2 separate regions of the Triticum aestivum genome follow, and region 1 is linked to region 2. The links are chromatin contacts, called in public Hi-C maps. All regions are on one chromosome and are shown on one strand. The core of a region is the stretch at or near the end of the contact, and the rest is flanking DNA. Distances in the headings are between cores, read along the strand shown. Region 1 holds the start of LOC123119272 (glycosyltransferase BC10). Region 2 holds the start of LOC123119271 (protein IQ-DOMAIN 5).

What was found. A called contact is a pair of places that touch in the nucleus more often than the background predicts.
Region 1: a Hi-C map of leaf shows a contact between it and region 2, with 6 times the contacts expected there. The contact joins the promoter of LOC123119272 here to the promoter of LOC123119271 in region 2. A contact is called at or near these places in 3 of 5 Hi-C or Micro-C datasets (leaf and an unstated tissue) and 1 of 1 datasets of contacts at active chromatin or transcription factors (leaf).

What each region holds. Positions count from the first base shown.
Region 1 is chr5D:37,088,284-37,090,983 of IWGSC CS RefSeq v2.1, reverse strand. It overlaps LOC123119272 (glycosyltransferase BC10), which reads right to left and starts at 1,402. Exons shown (of 2, transcript XM_044539002.1): 1 at 1-1,402. The coding sequence starts at 980.
Region 2 is chr5D:36,821,983-36,824,682 of IWGSC CS RefSeq v2.1, reverse strand. It overlaps LOC123119271 (protein IQ-DOMAIN 5), which reads right to left and starts at 1,388. Exons shown (of 7, transcript XM_044539001.1): 1 at 1,176-1,388; 2 at 58-186. The coding sequence starts at 141.

The DNA.
Region 1 (2,700 bases), core at 153-2,652, 270 kb before region 2:
CTGATGAGGTCCCCGGAGACCTCCTCCGGCTGGTAGGTGTGCGGGTGGCCGCCGACGGCGTCGGTCCAGTTGACCCTGGTGAGCGTGTACTTGGTGCAGCCGTCGGGGTCCTGCATGTCGAGCAGCGTCGGGAAGTAGTGCTCCTCCGGGTAGCACGAGTCCTTCTCCTTGACGAGGCACGGCGCCTTGAACTTGTTCCAGAGCCGCCTGTCCCTGACCACCATGACGGCGTGCCTCCTGGCGAGCACGAAGAACTGGGAGCCGACGCGGAAGCGGTCGAAGGGCACCTCCGGGAGCATCACGTTGTCGCCGCGCGCGTAGTAGCGGGCGTGCAGCGTGGGCTCGCTGTCCAGGATCTCGATGAAGCTGCGGTGGCGGCGGTGGCGGCCGGCATTGTTGTCGGTGAGGAGGGTGCGGTAGAGGGCGGGGAACGGGAGGAGCGGGACGCAGGACTGGGAGAGCAGCGCGAAGAATTGGTTGGCCGGGTCGTCGAGCAGCGCGGTGGCGAGGAGGCGGCGCGCGGCGGAGATGAGCGTGGCGGAGGCGCGCGCCGTGGCCTTGCCCCGGATGATGCGGCCGCGGAAGGAGGGGGTCGGCGGCAGCGTGAGGTTGGCGGCGGGGTCGGCGTGGACGTAGAGGTTGAGGAGGCCGTGGTGCCCCGCGAAGAACTTCTCCCAGAGCGGCGCGAAGACGAGGTCGGAGTTGGTGAGGAAGAGGAAGGCCACCTTGGGCCGCGCCTGCGGGCGGCGGCCGAAGACGCCGAAGGAGGAGGGCGCCGCGCCGGAGCCGGAGCCGGAGCCGGCGGCGGGCGCGGCCGAGAGGAGCACGGCGCGGCGGAAGAGCGCGAGGTCCTCCGTCTCGTCGGCGTCCGGGATGGCCGGGAGCGTCTTGGGCATCAGCAGGCGCGGCGCCAGGTAGTACACCGCCGGCATGGACAGCAGCAGCAGGAACGACAGCACGTACGGCGACGCGTACGCCATGCCCGGCAGCGGCGCTCCGGCGAAAACGCGCGCTGGAGAAACCGAAAAGGAAATCCCGGATCTTGGCGCCGGGGAAGAAGGCCAAGACGAGGATCACAGGGAGATCCTGCTGCTCAGGACGGGCCGGACGGATCTCGCGGGCAAGGACGAGCACCCCCCGGGCATGGATCGAGCAGGGAGGAAAGATTTCACCAGCCGAGAGCGCTCGCGCACCTGGAGGATCAAACGGCAGGCGGGCGGGAAGGACAGAGGCGAGCTCCGGTTCCGTGGCGCCAAATCTGCTGCTGGTGGTGCTCGGATCGGATCTCGCGGTTCTGGCGGGACTGGGCTGCTCTTGATGGTGGCGGTGTTTGGAGGGTGGAGATGTTGGTTTTTGGAGGGAGAAGAGGGGGGAGGTTGGGGGGGAAGAGAGGAGTGAGGTGAGGTGAGGTGTTGTGCTCTGCTGCTTTTGTGGGACTCTGCTCTGCTCTCATCTGCTCCACTCTGCAGCCTGTCCTAATCCCACCATCCATTAATTTGAATAATAAATGTAGGTACAATTACCTTCGTTCATGACGTGCAATCGAACGTACTAGTACTAATCTCCTTCGATTATAATAACTCTGTCCAAATTGAACCCGCAACAATGTCTTATACACGTTTTTTGACACTATTCACATTGTGGGACGGAAGGAGTACTTTTTTTAATATTTGAGATTTGAATTCATATACTACTCCCCATTTTTATACCCTAGTTGTCCAACATAACCTGTGGCGATTTATTACTTGCTGAATTGCAAGGAGCGGGTGCCAAAATGTAATTCATACTTTTTTGCAGCTCTTCCAATCGATGGATGGATAAATTAACGTATGTCGCCAAACCCTTATTGAATAGGCTACGCCGCGTCGACACCATGATTTGGTTGTGGTTTCTAAACCAGATGACCTTTCTTTTTGTGGTGATCCCTATATTTGACCTCTAAATTTATGGTTTGTCCTTTTCGGCGACCCTATTATTGGTTTGGAATGGCAGAGATTAAATCTAACGCAAAAGGCATACATGCTATGGGTCGGTAAGTAAATGCAAATTCTGTAGAAACACAAAATTCAATTTCCTCGCGTTGCTTTGTCGTTGGATTTGCACTGAGCTTGCACCCAGGGGCAAAATGCATGCAATTTGACCCCACTCCATGATTAGATCGGAAAATCTGAAGTTGACGCAAATTGTCAATGTTATGTCTACTCAAAGACCTGTTTAGAAGAAGAACAAAATTGTTTAGAAATTTCATGCTCAGCGTCATGTTAAAAGGTGCAGGCTATGGTTATTTTTAATAGCAGTGGCTCAAAAGAAACAGTTGTAGTCTAGTACATCCAAAATATAAGTCACTCAATTTTAATATCAAGATACTACACCCTGTAGCTCACCAAAAAGGGACAATTTGAACATTAACATAGCTCTAAAATATTACTGCAACCACTAGTTTTTTTTATCCTAGTATATGTACAACAGCCGGTAAAATTTGTAATATTCTAAGGGGTCCTATGATTCAAAAGTTTTTCATAGGAATTTTAGATATTAGAGTCCTTCGGATTTTTTTCCCTGTGTTAGTTGTTTGTTTCATAGGATTAAATCCTATAAGAATTTCTCCTAAGGATTTCTTTGTACTACTTCTCATGGGATTTCTAGCACTCGCTTAAACCTCTTTAAAAGAATCATTTGTTTTTCCTGTGATGCAATCAA
Region 2 (2,700 bases), core at 139-2,638:
GTAATGGAAAGAGGGGAAGCTGGCTCGAAAGAAAACTGTGAATACCCTTTGACTTACTTCTCTGCTGCTTTCGCCATTTTGAGCTTTTCCATGCTTTTTTATCCCAACAAGTGATTTGATCCACTTGGATGAAATGCCCATGGTAGCTCCTTTTTCCCTCCTAGTGAAGTAGTGATCAGCTAACACCTGCACATCATAACATCATTGTCAAATGATAAGTCCCACCTAATTGAGCAATACAGCGACAGTTGTGGAGAAAGTACATCACCCATATGAATAATTAGAGCAACTTAAGGCAACACTAGTGTTGAAAATGTCATTATGAAAGAAAAGAAAAAGAAGTAACAACAACACTGACTTGTCAAATTTGTTGGCTATTTACAGCTAAACTAACAAACAAACTGATCTGTCACCCAGCAAACAGGGGCATCTAGTAGTAATGTAATGCACATTTGAACTATTTAATCGCTACAGAATTCCACGCATTCCCCCCTGAACATATAAACAGATGAAGTAAAAGTCATGCAGCAAGAACAGTTTCGGTGACACTCCTCGCAGGCTCGTGCTGAAGAAAGCAACTTTGCTGAACATAAGCATCGATTAGGTCCAAAATTCCACATTTTGCCATACCCAATAGCTTACGAGTAGATTGGAAAACAGCATAACCCCATGGCACTACGCAAGCAAGTAAAACTGTAGAAAGTGCACAGGAATCAGCAGCCGACACGACGAACAGGAAAAAGGAGGATAAAGTTGCGGCCGACACCTAGAGTTACTGTAAAACTTCAGCACTAAACACAGAAAACCGCACCCGGGGGCCTCCCGTGAAGAACGCCTACAGAATGCGAGCAAATTCCCACGGGAGCAACTCTAGGCGCTCACTGCGCAGAATGTGAGCAGAAATCCCACGGAAGGAACCCTAGCAGGGGGGGAGTTGAATTCTACAGCAGCCCAACCCCAAAGACACCAAAAAATCCCGGCCGAAATGCGAGCAAAGCACACGGATTGGGTCACAGGGCGGCGTTGCCAGAACCGCAGCAGCAACCGTCCCAGCAAAAATCGAACTGGCTCCCCAAAAGGTCCTACAAAATCCTATGCACGCCAAGCAGCAGAGACCTAGAGACAGCATCCATTATCGAGAGGAGGGAGGGAGGGAGGGAGAAGAGGAGCTCGACCTGGGCAGCGCGGAGGAGGGAGGGAAGGAGAGAGGGCGGAACCACCACCGACGAGCGAGCGAGCGAGCAGTCCTCCGGTCGCCCTCCGCTCTCTCCGCTCGGGGTAGGATTTCTCTGTGCCAACTTCCCCTTTTCCGAACCTTTTTTTTTCTTGCTATCTTGTCTGCTGTGCGTTTCCTATTCTATTCGCTTCCTTTGGTTTGGATTATTGTTCCCGAGAATTTCTTTTGGATGGGTACAGTCCAAAGTTGTTGCGGTTGCCACTTGGCGGTTGGCAGTATGTGCATTCCTTTTTTGCGTAGGTCCTTGTGATTCTTCATTTTTGCGTAGGTCCTTGTGATTCTTCATTTTTGCGTGGGAGGTACTACCTTTGTTTGCATTTGCATACAAACCAAACCAAACAAGAGATGGAAGAAAATACTCTTTGAAAACAGGCTCTCGCCCGGTTTGTAAATAAAGTCAAACGGCCGAATCAATGTAGGTTGACGAAAAAGACTAATATTATCATGCTTATATACTCTAAGCATATCAAGGGATTCCTTTTACAAAGCATGTTAAAGATAAACACATGGTGACAGGAGTAGCCACACCGAGTGCTGGAGCGTGACCAAAATAAGATAGGAGGCCAACTCCATATCAGAACACGGAATGTGCATGAAAAAGGCACTAAGTCATAGATTTGATATACCAATGGACAGATAGATGACTATATCGGCAGTTTTCCATTGCCACCTAAATAAAAAAGAAGCATACTTCATCAAAACATTCAATCACTTAACGAATAGGGTCGACATCTAAGTTACTAGAACATCACAATTCATCCCATGACATTCAAATTAGGACATACTGAAATTGGTGCTCACACTATTAGAAATAGGACCTCGATGTGCTGGACATGTCCAAACAAAACCAGGAGACTACTAGAAAAGGCATTGATACGCCTCAAATGTATCTATTATTTTCTATTGTTTCATGCTATTATTGTTGGGGAATGTAGTAATTTCAAAAAAATCCTACGCACACGCAAGATCATGGTGATGCATAGCAACGAGAGGGGAGAGTGTTGTCTACGTACCCTCGTAGACCGTAAGCGGAAGCGTTATGACAACGCGGTTGATGTAGTCGTACGTCTTCACGATCGACCGATCCTAGCACCGAAGTTACGACACCTCTGCGATCTGCACACGTTCGGCTCGGTGACGTCCCACGAACTCATGATCCAACAGAGTGTCGAGGGAGAGCTTCGTCAGCACGACGGCGTGATGATGAAGCTACCGGCCAGGGCTTCACCTAAGCACTGCAACGATATGACCGAGGTGGATTATGGTGGAGGGGGGCACCGCACGCGGCTAAGAGATCAATGATTAACTTGTGTCTATGGGGTGCCCCCCTCCCCCGTATATAAAGGAGTGGAGGAGGGGGAGAGGGCCGGCCTCCTAGGCGCACCCCAAGGGGAGTCCTACTCCCACCGGGAGTAGGATTCCCCCCTTCCCTAGTTGGACTAGGAGTGGGAGGAAGGGGGAGC